Linked DNA regions of Sus scrofa: region 1 is linked to region 2. Evidence: chromatin contacts called from public promoter capture Hi-C data. All regions are on one chromosome and are shown on one strand. Each heading gives the region's core, a stretch centred on a gene start, on an enhancer-like site or on the middle of the called end of the contact. The rest is flanking DNA. Distances are from core to core; before and after follow the strand shown.

The links. Promoter capture Hi-C pulls out the DNA fragments that hold promoters and counts their contacts.
Region 1: a contact with region 2 is called in a promoter capture Hi-C map of fetal skeletal muscle, with 6 times the contacts expected there. The contact joins the enhancer-like site here to the promoter of LOC100624950 in region 2. A contact is called at or near these places in 5 of 5 promoter capture datasets (fetal liver, fetal skeletal muscle, liver and 1 more), 36 of 47 Hi-C or Micro-C datasets (adipose tissue, alveolar macrophages, blood and 18 more) and 2 of 2 datasets of contacts at active chromatin or transcription factors (alveolar macrophages and skeletal muscle).

The regions. Positions count from the first base shown.
Region 1 is chr4:110,591,948-110,598,378 of Sscrofa11.1, reverse strand. No RefSeq gene overlaps it. Among named protein-coding and RNA genes, the nearest start is that of GNAI3, 16 kb to the right of the region's middle. Within about 2 kb of position 4,673, at least 12 of the 83 cell types and tissues checked have an H3K27ac peak or open chromatin away from gene starts, as enhancers often do. A contact at or near this core is called in fetal skeletal muscle and skeletal muscle, where this site is marked.
Region 2 is chr4:110,633,297-110,640,238 of Sscrofa11.1, reverse strand. It overlaps LOC100624950 (cytochrome b561 domain-containing protein 1), which reads left to right and starts at 4,301. Exons shown (of 3, transcript XM_003355263.4): 1 at 4,301-4,544; 2 at 5,069-5,106; 3 at 5,664-6,942. The coding sequence starts at 4,397. The coding sequence ends at 6,167. It overlaps ATXN7L2 (ataxin-7-like protein 2), which reads left to right. Exons shown (of 11, transcript XM_021090075.1): 7 at 83-281; 8 at 442-563; 9 at 1,045-1,840; 10 at 2,135-2,234; 11 at 2,859-3,006. The coding sequence ends at 2,959.

The DNA of each region.
Region 1 (6,431 bases), core at 3,424-5,923, 42 kb after region 2:
CAGCCTTCCTCTGCTATTTATACGCTTAGTCCAGGAGGCAGGAATCAGATTCTCAGTGTACTCGCTGCAGAGGAGGAAGTGAGGGTGGAGAGAGAGATGGGGAAGGCAAGGTGTACACAGAGGCGAAGAGCCAGAGCGGCGGGGAGCAGAGGCCCATGGCAAAGAGGCTCTGAGAGCAGGAGAGGGAGAGTGACCAAAGGAGGGAAGCCATCCAAGGGGCAGAAGAGTGAGAGACGGGGCCATCAGGGCAGAGAGAGAAGGAGGGATGCAAGAAACAGGACCAAGCCTGTGCTGGGCAGGGTCAGGTCCCAGGGTCGGATCAGGTGCCCCACTGGGAAAGCTGAAGTGCTGGGCAGAGTGTGTCCACAGGAGTCAGGAGAGACTGCCTGGGATCACAGAGGCACAGCGAACAGAACTGGTCTGAAGGGATGGGGGCGGAGCGGGGAGTCCAGAGATGGGAAGGTGGGGGGGGGTACCCTCCCCGAGAATTGAGGCTGCGGGCTCTGCTTTCTGGGGGTGAGGGTATGGGGCGGAAGGAGACGTCAGAGCTAGGTGGGGAGAATGAGAGAAGGTGACTGTTGGGGGTCTGGAGTGAAAAGGCCAGAGGGGAGCGGTCTAGGCTTTCTGCAGCCTCCACTTTGCGGCTGTCCGATCTGGCCCCGGGCTTTTTGGGTTGCTTGGGCCTGGGTGGGGACATCATTCAGCCAGCCTGCAGCTCTCCTACCATCCACACAGTGGCACACAGACCAGTCAGAAGGAGCCACTTAGCAGGGTCGTTCCAGGACCCAGCTGACCCTGGTCATTCCTTCCTGGGCCTCTTCCCAGGGCTGGGACTGAATCTCGTTCTGTGATTCCCAGGGGAACGAGCTGGTTTGCAGGGAGCAGAAGGACCCACTGCTATTTCCTGCACCCACCCCCTGCTCCTAGGCCCTGAATCTCCCAAGCTGTCAGGGCCCTGGAGAGAGAAGCCACTTGAGGACAGCAGCTATGACTCAGACTCAAAAGCTAGAGCTGCAGAGGACCTTAGCGTCTACACACCTCGTCCAACTCGCATTTGGAGCTGAGGCGAGGAGAGGGGTGGAGAGAGGCCCCAAATGCACTGCTCACTCACGCAGATGCAGCCTCTGGACTCTGAGTGCAGTGCTCCTAGGATGCCAGCCTGATGGTCTCGTCCTCACCACCTCCTAGGAATATGAGGGGTTTTCTCTTGGGAGCCTTGGTCCTCCAAGCTGAGACTGTGGGAGGTCAAAAAGGAGAAAAATCAGGGCCCCTAGGCCCCAAGTCCTCCAGGAGCGTAAACGGGCTTGGGGTTTGGAAGTGAGAAACCTCTACCTGGAAACTGCAGTTGACTCGTTGCAGCTCCGTGGCCAACACTGCCCCCTTGTGGCTTCTGGCTGTCAGGGCGGCCTAGAAGCGCTGCAGTGGAGCAGTTGCGGTGTTCCCTTCCCCCCGGGTCCTCACCATCAAGGGTCCCCTGCTCTCAGGGCTGATTTAGAGCATCCAGGGCTACCCTTCCAGGCTAGGCCATCAGAGAGGCCAAGCTTTCACACATCATTCTCCAATAGGACCCTCAGTTAGGCGGACAAGGGGCTGATCATATCTTGTGCCTCTTCTCCTCCCCCCAGCCCCGCCTCCGCCCCCGCGCCACTCATAAGCCATCTCTCCACCCCTAAGGGGCCCTGGGTCTGGGAGCCTGGCCCTTCCTGGGACATATGGGTATGAGAGCTGAATTGGGGTGTTCTGTTTTTAAGTGAGTCTGAAATGCAGGGAGAGGACTTTGAAAAAAAATGTTTGGGTAAAAGGCCATAGGGCACGTATCCTTGTGTCCAGCTGTGCCTGGCCTGGAGAAGGAAGGGTCAGGTTCCCCTAGGGCTCAGTTGAGCTGGCAGGGCTGAGTTAACAGCGCTTAGTGGGAACTAACCCAGAGATGTAGAGCAGGGGCGCCCCCTTGAGTCAGGGACCAGGAACTGCTGGGAGTGCTCTGTGGACCCCAAATAGGGAAACCGGACCTGGCGAGCTCGTTGTTCTTAGGTCAGAGCCCAGGAACCGGTGGTGAGGGGGGCAGTGCTGGAATGAGCAGCTGGGTGGTCCAGGGTGTCCTGTCGCTACCGATCAGGCTGGGCAGCTTCTTACGACACCATGAGTCTGAAAGGGCGATTTCCCGGCACTCGTTTCCACTCTACCCTTTGCCTCCCCTACAGAAGGGACGTGCAGGTCACGCGTCGCCCCGGACGCATGAGCACCATCTGGTCCGTACATCGCTTCATCTCTGAGGTCCCTTTCCTCTGTGTTCAGTCTGTCGTGTATTCACAGGCCCTATCTCTTGGATGGCCTACGTGTTTTTTCTCCTCTCTTTAGGCCTGGGTTTCTCAGGAAAATTCAAGCCTTGAATTCACCCTGGAACTTGTGGGTTCAAAAAATACTTAACTGACTCACTAAAAGACTGGAGATGGGCACACCTGTGAACCTGCATGTCCCTGCTCAAAATGCTGATCTCTGCTAACTTTTCAGCCTGGCTGATCAGGCCCTCACGGTCCAGCCAATCTCCTTCTCTGGTCTCACTGCTTCCCTACACACAGATTATTTTTCAGTCTGACTGGACAACTCGCTGTGCCCTGATCCTCCATAAACCTGCCTGTCTCCGGGTTTTGGCTACATCAGCTCCTTCACCTGAACTCTTCTCCTTCCCGCCTCTTTCAGCTACAGTGTAAATCCTACCCCTCCTTTAAGACCCATGCCACTTCCTTCATGAAGCCTTCCCAGATTTCCCAAGGAAGTGGGTTCACTTTTTCCTTTGAATCTCCAAGGCCTTTTGACTCTTCTTTGAGGCTTATAACCTGCTTTGTCTCCATTTTAGATTGTTAGCACAAAGAGGGCAATGTTTGTATTTGTTTCACTTTTGTGTTTCCCCCCCCCCCCGCCCCAAGATGGAGCTGTGCATGTAGTAGGTGCTCAGGACATATTTCTTGACTGGAATGAAACGAAGCCCTTGGGAGCTGCAGAAGGGGGAAGTGGGATGCCCTGAGGCTTCAGGCGATGCTAGGAGTGTGCTCAGAATGGAGACGCAGGGACGGTACATGGAGGTGAGTGGGGAGTCTGGGCCTCCTTAGACCCTTGCCTGGGAAGGAGGAGAGCAGGCAACTGGATGTGCTGGGTTGAGGAAGGAAGTCTGGTATTGGGGGGACTTCTGGTTTGCTCCAGCATCAGGTATAACAGACCCCAAATTGTCCTTAAAGACAGGAAAACAAAACAAAAACCAACCAGAAATGAGGGAGTAGGGGAGTTTCTCTGGTATCGCAGCAGGTTAAGGATCTGGCCTTGTCACTGCAGTCATTTGGGTCACTGCTGTGGTGCTGTGGAGCCTTGGGCAAGTTACTTCCCCTCTCTGGGCCTGTTCTTCTGTAAAGTAGTTACCCACGACCCTTGCAGCTCTGCTATTCTGACTCCGGGCCAAGGTTCCGAAGTAGAGGGGGAATGATTAGTGGGCATTTGTACACGACCCTCCTCGGGCCTGAGCACCAGGAATGATGCCACCTAGGTTCTGGGCCAGAGAGGGTGACAGAATCCAAAGCCATGAGGGAGGCAAGAGCTTGGGGGCAGCCGTGACCTTTCTGGGCATGGGAGGAGGTGGGTAGCAGGGAGAGACGAACTCCCAATTCAGGGTGAGCAAAGTGCCCAGTTATGAGGCCCTGGGGAGGGGCTTTCAGGGACCCCCACCCCTTTCCTTTGCTGTGCTTCCCTGTCCTCTTCCTTGTCCCATCCCCAGACTCAGTAAATATACACAAATATATATGAATATACATAATATATATGTGCGTGTATGTGTATATATTATATATATATATATAGTTTGGCCACACCCACAATATATGGAAGTTCCCGGGCCAGGGATGGACTCTAAGCTGCAGCTGCCACCTATGTCACAGCTGTGGCAATGCCAGATCCTTAACCCACTTCACAGGGCTGGAGATCAAACCCATGTTGCCACAGAAACAATGCCAGATCCTTAACCGGCTGGGCCACAGCTGGAACTCCTGCGGACTTAGGAAATATAGCTCTGGGTTTTAAATTCCAGCTGCCCAGCTGAGTGGCTCTGAGAAAGTCACTTAAACTCTCTGAGCCTCAGTTTCCACATGTGTACATGGAGTCATTGAGAGACTGTTAACTGAGAGGTTAACTAAGTTAATTGAGAAGATTGTTGTGAAACTTCTCCCATGAAAGTGCCCAGTTCTGGGGCTTTGGCAGATCTCCCTCCCTCCCCGAGTCTGAGAAGGGTACCTGGTACGGACTGCTCCTCAGGCCACAGGGCAAATGGTTGGTGGTGCTTTGCACTTTGCAGGTACATGGGGCGGCGGGGGCGGGGGGAGCAGAGGAATGCTGCCCAGGCCGCCCTGATGCTAGTGAGGAAGGGCCACTCTGCCTGGAGACCTGTTTATTGTGCAATTATCAAGACCCAGCAGCTCTCTGGGAATTTTTTTAGGGGGTCCACTGAGCCCCAGCGGATGGATGGGTGTGGGCAGCATGGGGAAGGTCCCTGCTCTCAGAGCAGGCCTGGCCTGCACATGCACTGTGGGTGTTCCTGTCACTCTTTTGAGCCTGGTTCATCCAAGGCCCCCAGTTTCTAATCTGGTTGGGAAGGATTTATTTTTGGGTCCCTGTAACCTAGCAATGGGCTCACATGACCAGTGGCAGCTGCAGGCTGAATATACTGTTGGATCTTGGCTCCTGGCAGGGGGTGGAGGCCAGACTGTGGGGGAATAAAGGGGATGGAAAGGCTTTCACCTCTGCTTTCCTCCGACTCCCTCCTCAGCCCCTCGGCGTGGCCGCAGATGGTGGGCAGGCGGGTGTGTGCCTGGGGAGCAGGCGTGGCTGGCGCTGGCACAGGGGCTCTGGACAGCCGGGCGCCAAGCTGTGGTGGGGAGGTCCCAGCTGTGAGCCTGCTCTCCGCGTGGGGAGGGTGGGGCGTCCGTGTGGCTGGAGGTGGGTGCAGGGAAGGTGCCAGGTTGGCATCCCGGGGGGCGGGGAGGGCAAGGCCAGCCTTTGTTGTGGGATCTCGGGGACACCCCTGGTCGATGCTGGAATCCCAACATCCAGCTTCTTCCCTTTGTTCCCTGTGAAATTGTTAATATTCCTGGGAGTGAGAGCACATTTAGCTGCTCTCAATGGGAACGGATTTAGCAGCCTCTTTCCCGAGAGCGAGTTTTGACGGAGGCAGAGAGAGCAGAGGAGGGCAGAGGGTGCCAGGAAGCAAAGGAGGGGTTATGGGTGTGTGTGTGCGTGTGTGCCGTGGGTGCATGAAAAGCATTCCAGAGACTATTGAATACATGGATGACCAGATGAAAGATACACTGGGTCCACCTCAAAGTCTCATCTTGAGGGGGCGGAACAGAGTGGGTGGGCATGGACGCCACCCCATCAAGAGGTGCTGGTGGGCAAGGGCGGGGCCGAGCTGCACCAGGAGCAGGTCTGGGATGGAGAAATCAGACCTGAGTGGCCAGGCGCTCCCCTACGATCCTGGGGAAAGGGGTGCCCCTGCCCGTAACAGGGGTCCACTCCTGGGTGTGCATGCAGCTTGGTAGGGCATGGGTCTCCTCCATGGTGCTAAGCTCTAAAAGGGATTGGCAGGGCGGAGGGCTGTAATGTCAGCAGCCACTCCAAAGCCCAGTGGAGGTCGTTTAATGAGATACAGCATAAAAAACCCCTGCCAGGAAAGGCGGGGCAGGGGGAGGGGTGAATTAGGAGTTAGGGATTAACATATTCATACTACTATAGATAAAATAGGTAACCAACAAGGACCTGCTATACAGCACAGGGGACTCTACTCAATATTCTGGAATAACCTATATGGGAAACGAATCTGCCAAAGAATATAACTGATTCACTTTACTGTACACCTGAAATGAACACAACATTGCAAATCAACCATACTTCAAGAAACAATAGGAGTTCCCGTCATGGCGCAGTGGTTAACGAATCCGACTAGGAACCATGAGGTTGTGGGTTCGGTCCCTGCCCTTGCTCAGTGGGTTAACAATCCGGCGTTGCCGTGAGCTGTGGTGTAGGTTGCAGACGCGGCTTGGATCCCATGTTGCTGTGGCTCTGGCGTAGGCTGGTGGCTACAGCTCCAATTCAACCCCTAGCCTGGGAATCTCCATATGCCGCCGGAGCGGCCCAAGAAATAGCAACAACAACAACAACAACAAAAAGACAAAAAAAAAAAAAAAAAGAAACAATAAACATTCAGGTCTCTCGTGGTACAGCCATTAAGGATCCAGTGTTGTCACTGCAATGGTTTGGGTTGCTGATGTGGCACAGGTTCAATTCCTGGCCTGGGAACCAAAATAAAATTAAATTCCTGGCATGGCTATAAAATAAAATGAAAAAGTTAAAAAACAAATGCCTCCCCAGGAGTTCCCGTTCCAGGTCAGCAG
Region 2 (6,942 bases), core at 3,052-5,551:
TCTGCCCTGGCGTTTGGAGCTTGGCGGGTTCAGGGACACTCCCCACCCTGGCCCATCCTCACATCCCCTTTGGCCCTTCCAGGTCCCGGGCCTCCTCTGAGAGTGAGTTGGATGCCGAAGGCCCTGGTGGTGGTGATGGGGACCCAGGCCTGTTTCCCTTCCCCCTGCCCCGGGGGGGGGCCCAGGCCTCCAGTGAGGAGAGCGAGGAGGAGGGCACATCTGACGACCTCCGCCTCCCCACTGACTGCCACTATGCAAGCCGGCCCCCTCGGCCACAGGCGGTAAGGACCTGTGGCGGGGACCTGGGGTGGGCTTGGGATGGGCGGGGAGGGGGGCAGCACCCCTGGCTCACAGCGTGGGCCGGGGAGGTCAGATCCTGTGAGCAGGAGCCCTCCCTGCGCTTCAGGCCCCACTAACCACGTGCTTGCCTTCTGCCTCCAGTTCTGCACCTTTGGAAGCCGGCTGGTGAGTCCTGGATGCTACGTGTTCAGCCGCCGGCTGGACCGGTTCTGCTCAGCACTGAGCTCCATGCTGGAGCGGCATCTCAGCTCACACATGTGGAAGTGAGTCCCTCAGCCCCACAGGATCCCTCCCTAGGCCCCAGGCACCCATGGGCTTCAGAAGCCCTGCTTCTTCACACATACTTGGAGAGGGGGCTGGACTGTTTGCCAGGGAGACCCCCGTGTAGGATCAAGAGGCCATGGAGAGACTTGGAAGCCTGGAGCTGGGCTAAGGCAGGGCGAGAATGGGTCACCTGGGAATGAATCTTAACTCTTACCCATCACTTCCAGGACCTTTCGGGTAACTAGGAATAGATGCTGTCCAACCTGAGAGTGAAAGGGAGGTTCTTAATGGGTCTGCACACTGGTTCATTCTTACCAGTCCCTGTGCTTTCCTCCTGTCTCTCAGTTCCAGCGTCTCCCAGCAGATGGCAGCACTGCCAGGGATTTGGGCCATTTCTAGGTGGGGCAGAGACTGTTGTATGTGGATGGGGAGGCCCTCTTGCTTGACTGGCATCACAGTGGGGCTCCCTTCTTATTGCAGGAAGATCCCCCCCGCGGCTGAGCCTCCATCCCACCTTGTCAGCTCCCCTCCGGCTGCTCCCCTGAGCCCATCCTCTGCGAGCAGCTGCCCCCGGCTTCCAGGCCCACCCCCTAGACCCGCCTGCCCAGCCTCCATGCCCCCTGCCAAGGACAGCCTAGTTCCCAGCTACCCTGCAGGCTCCCCCAGTGTGGCAGCCGCCTGCAGCCAGGCGGAATGCATGGGCGGAAGCCAGGCTATCACCTCACCACTGCCTGCCAACACGCCGTCCCCGTCCTTCTGCAAGCTCCCGCCTTCCAAGGCCAGCAAGTCGTCCAAAGGCAAGGACGCACTTGAGGTGGAGGCTCCTTCTCGAAAGCGGAAGTTATCCCCTGGCCCCACCACTTTCAAACGGACCTGCATCCTGGAGCCCACTGGAAAAGGCAAACCCCCTGGCTGCCGGGGCCTCTCGGCCAAGACTAAGACCGCTCTGGGCGTGGGGCTCAATGGGACGGTGGGGCCAAGAGTGAAGCGAGCAGGGCCCCTGGACTGCCGGGGCCCCCCTCATCCGCCCCCTACGCCGGTCAAGGCTTCTCAGCTGGACAGCCAGGGAGGGGCTGGACTCACAGCCAAGGCCCTGCCGACCAGCTGCCTCTCCGAGGAAGAGGTAGCCAAGAAGCGGAAAAACCTGGCCACTTACTGCCGGCCAGTGAAGGCCAAGCACTGCCAGGCTGGTGCCCCCGCCGACGCGGCCTGCTCCGTGCGCCGCAAGAAGCCGGGTCCGGCCCTGGCCTTTGAGGACAAGTGTTCTCCACTGAAGGTACCAGCCCAGCCCCCTGAAGAGGTCCGGGAAGGGGCGGAGTCAGCAGGGATGCGGGTGGACAGCACACGGGGAAAGTGACAGAGAGAGGCGCCGAGGACATGTTTGCGAGGACATGTTTGCGCAGGGAAGGGAGGCCTGGGGAAGGGGAGCAAGCGTTCTGGGCCATCTTCTCCAGGGAGAGGGGACCCCGGCTTTGGCTGGCTGGGCCTTCCTCCGTGCCCAGCCCTCTCCCTGCACTAAGGAGATGCTGCCCCTGCCTGTCCCCCTTCCCCGCCTTTGCTTTAATCAAAGGGCCACTTTCTGATTTGGCGGTGGCCCTCACTCCAGGAACTGGAGCTACCTCTGTTCCTGAAGGAAAGGAAGTTGGACTCCATGAGCTCTGATAAGCAAGGTTTGGGCAGTGGCGTTGAGCTTGGGTCCCTGAGCTGTGGCCTGATATGCTGGGCACAGGGTGGGGGGCCGGTCTGGTGCATTGGTTTTGCCTCTGGGCATCAGGGCATGGAAGGGCAGGGCCACAACCCAAGGTCCACGTGCATGTCTGCCCACCTTGCACACATACCCACTGCCAGGTTTTCAGGGGCCAGGCAAGTCCTCTGGGGTTTCTGGTAAAGCCAGCAGCCAGGTTTATTTGCCTCTTCTGATGGGAGCCCTGGAGTAGCATGCTGGGCTGTCCATGTGATCTTAGCCAGGAGGGAGGTATTGGAGGTGGGAAGGGGCGTGCCCTCCTGGCCAAGCACTAGCCAGGTGCATACCAACACCTTTGGTGCCCACACCAGAGTAGTAAGTCTGACAGTTGCCCAGGGCTCGAGTGTGTGTGTCACATGTGGGCCTGGGTGATCTCTGGGCTGCCTCTGCTGGGGCTGGCATTCGTCTTCCCCCTTGCCCAGTGTTACTCGCCAGACCATCGGGAGGAAATCAGGCCTTACTTTTATGGCCTGTGCAGTGACAGGAGGATGGGTAGACCCCCTCCCGCCCCCCAGCCTGACCCTGTCTCTTGCCTGTTGTCTTCCTGCAGTCAAAAGCCCATTAACGAGAAAGTGCCTGCCCACTGCGATGGAGACGCCAGCACCTCCTCCCCTCCAGATCCGGGCCCCAGGCTGCTGCCGCTTTTTATAACTTTATATTATTTTTTTTAAGAAAAAAAACTCTTTAAAATACCTCAAGACTGTCTCCCTGTTCTGTTGCTGCTAAGAAAATACAAAAACAAACATAGAGAAGGAAGCAAAGAAATGTAACAAAACGAGTGTCCTTACTGTCCCCATCCGCACCCCAGGAGGCTGAGATGATAGGCAGCCAGGCTCCAGCTCCCATCGCTTGCCTGCAGAAAAGTCTCTTAGGCTTGTACATTTTTTGTCCTTTAAAACTGTGGAAATGGCTGGGGGTGGAATCACTGTGGGAGTCTCAGGATGAGGAGGCATGTGCGGCTCCAGCTCTGAGTGAGCAACAGCCACAGGAACTACAGTCCCATTAGGAAAGGAGACCGGATGGGGGAGGGGAGCCACACCCCTGGCCCGGCTCTTGGATCTTTGCCTTGAGGGTCTGTGGGCATCAGCTTGTGGCTCTTCTCTGGTCTTTGAGCAACCCTAGGCCTCCATCCTGTCTCCACATTATTGCCTCACGTTTCTTCAGCTCTTCCTGCCTCTTGCTAGCAGCCTTATTTTCTCAGCCACTGGAGCTTAAGTGGGTAACTGCACCCAGGACGGCCTGCTTTGGTCCCTTTTTCTCCCTGACCTGTGGGTTTACCCATAAGGAAGGGGCGCAACCTCTTTAAGCCGAACCACACCTTTTTTGGAGGCAGGAAGGAAAAGGGTATGATCACATACAGAACTTCCCTTGATGTGGGAGGCAGCGGGCATGTGGGAGGCCCCAGTCCCTCAGGATCACCTGGCTCCCCAGGGCTGAGCAGATGGTGTGGAGGCGGCCAGCGCTGGGAGTGCCCTAGTTTTTCCATTTGTCTCACTGGGGACAACAACCACTGCGCAGATAGGGGATAGGACTGTTGCATGGCCCGCCTTTGGTCCTCAACCCTGAATTTACCAGGCACAGGGCACCAGATTCTAGCTTTATTCTTTCAGTCTTCTTACTTTTAAGCAGAGGGGAATCTTATTCCCTTAAGACGAAAGAAGGGATGATGGGAGACAGTGGCCAACCGGGGAAATTCAGTATTTCTGGAAAACTGCTCAAAACACGGGTTTCACACGCTTGGCCCAGTGTACCAGATTTGTGATGTGGGTGAAATCAGTTGTCATAAACATAATTTCCACAGGCTGCCTGAGACACCAGCCCCATAAGCCCTTGTAGACATCAAAATGCAAATGAGGCTGGCTGAAGGAAAGCGCTGGGCCGGGAGCTGTCCAGTCGCCTTCTGCCCTCGGGGCTCTCCGGGGCCGAGGCTCTTTCCCCCCAGCCCCCAGAGGGCGCTGTGGGCGCATCCGCCGTATTGCCGGCGGCGTCCTGGGGAGGAGCTTCTCCCGCAGCCAAGGCCGCCTCCGCGATCGCAAACCCGGAAGACGTGCCCCGGCAGCTGGGAGGGTGCGGCGGCCGGGGACCGCCATGCAGCCCCTGGAGGTAGGTCTGGTTCCCGCTCCGCCGAGGGAGCCGAGACTGACGCGTTGGCTGCGGAGAGGCTGTGGGATCTTGGCACACCTGGTCGCTTTGGGCTTCACCATCTTTCTGACTGTGCTGTCCCGGCCGGGAACCAGTGAGTGGGCACGGGGGCGGGGCCAGGGGACGGGGCGGAGCCGAGATGCTGGAGGGGCAGAGCCCGGGAGCGCTAGGAGAAGCGTGGAGTGGGGACCCTAGCAGTGGAGGGGCGGACTGTGGAAGGGTAGTAAGGGCGTGGTGGGGCGTGGCCCTGGGGGTGGGTCCTGGAAGGGTGGGGCTTTGGGTGCCGGGAGGAGAGGAGACGACTGAAGTGAACGGAATAAACTCACTAGTTCATCATAAGCGGAGCCCCTCACGGACGATCTAAGTAAAGGAGGGAGGCCACGATCTATTCTAGGACTTGGCTGATTGCTGCGAGGCGCTGAATTGGGAACTCGGGCCAAACTGGTTTGTTTGCCCTCTTGGTTGCTCCACTTTGTGCTGAGTTCCTGATTGCTGATTAGTGTTGGAGATAGTACACTGTGACTTTTCTTCTCCAGCCAGATTCTTTGGGCTCCAGCCGGCCAAACGCGGGCAGAAAGAATGGTGCCCAGCCGTCAGTCTGTTCTCTTTGATTCTTAGGTTTTTTCTCCTGGCACCCTGTATTCATGGCCTTGGCGGTGAGTTTGGGCTTCTTTCTGCAGGTGATTTGTTTGGATATTCCCCTAAGGAAGCATCCAGCCTTGAGAAGGCTCAGCCTTTCTAAGGCTCAGAGAGGTGGGGGAAATGGCCAGGGCCCCATCTTTCCCTGCAACTTAGGAGATCAGGGCACACAGAAGGCTGGGCTCTAGGTAGTGTCAGGTGGTTGAAGGGGGTGGAGGGCGTGGAAGACACCATTTTTTCTCTGCTAAGGCCTGAAAGGAGGAATTGGAAGGGTGTTCTCCAGTCGCTCCCGATCCCCAAAGTTCAGTAGGAAGTTTACCATTTGCCCTTCCCCTTGGTCAAGACGTGGGAGTCATTGTGGAGGGGGTGGGGAGGGGGCTGGATGTCAGCCTGAATCATTGAAGTGTGGATTCCCAATTCTGCCCAGAAATGCTGACCTGGGAGGCAGGGGGTCCTGGTGGGAGTTCTTAGCCCCCACCCTTTGTCCTCATTGTTTGAATATATGAGGGCACCTCCTTTTTCTTAGGCCTCCAAGCTGGGCCTGAGGCTCACTAGCCCTCTCCTATGTTCACAGTTCTGCCTCTGCATGGCTGAGGCCATCCTACTCTTCTCGCCTGAGCACTCCCCGTTCTTCTTCTGCTCCCGAAAGGTCCGGATCCGACTCCATTGGGCAGGGCAGACCCTAGCCATCCTCTGTGCAGCCCTGGGCCTGGGCTTCATCGTCTCCAGCAGGACCCGCAGTGAGCTGCCCCACCTGGTGTCCTGGCACAGCTGGGTAGGGGCTCTGACATTACTGGCCACTGGTGGCCAGGCACTGTGTGGGCTCTGCCTCCTCTGTCCCCGGGCAGCCAGGGTCTCAAGGGTGGCTCGCCTCAAGCTCTACCATCTGACTTGTGGACTGGTGGTCTACCTGATGGCTACGGTAACGGTACTCCTGGGCCTGCACTCTGTGTGGTTCCAGGCCCAGATCAAAGATGCAGCCTGGTACCTGTGCCTGGCGCTGCCCCTCTATCCAGCCCTGGTAATCATGCATCAGATCTCCAGCTCCTACTTGCCAAGGAAGAAAATGGAAATGTGAGTTCCTCTGAACTCTGAATCTAAATGGGACACTTAACTCGGACTTCAGTGGCTCCTTGGGTGACCTTCAAGGATCCAGTTCAGAAGTTGTAGGGTTTTTGTACTTCATAGCTGGGCCAGGGGCTGCCGAAACCCCAACTGCTGTGGCTGACAGATGACTCAGTGGGCAACATCGGGGAACTGTACTGGGTGCAAGTGGAAGGTGATGATGGGAAGCTTGATCCTGAAGCCCCTGCTCTTGATGGAAGACAGAAGCGTTGGGTGGTGGTGGTGGCGACGGTGTTGGCAGTCATTTCTTTGCACTCCTGATGAGAAGTTGGGTTTCTAGAACTGAATGGCAGCCATGGCTCTTTGGGTCACTTTGAGAAAGCAGTGTAGTGGGCAAAGCCCTTGGGTCTTATTTATGGACTATGGTCCTTAGAGGCTCTATTGTGCAACCTTATGCAAGTCATGTGTCTCAGGACCTCAGCTTCCTCATCTGTGTAATGAGTGGTTGTTTCTAAACAATCTCTAACATCTAGTGTCTGTTCAGTTGCTGTCACAGAGCACCCGCCCAGCACTGAACCCTGGACCGGACCACTCAACAGAGTCGGGATCTAAGTCTTACACTCATTATTCCCTTACCCTCCCGGATTTGCCCGCATGACCTTTCAGGAATCTGTGTTGATTTGGTCCCTGGAGTCAGGTGCTGTGAGGGAGGGGACCCAAGAGGGTCTCTAGAATTCCAAGACATTAAAGGCACTGAAGTCACTTTAAAGCTTTTAGAGGAGCAGAAA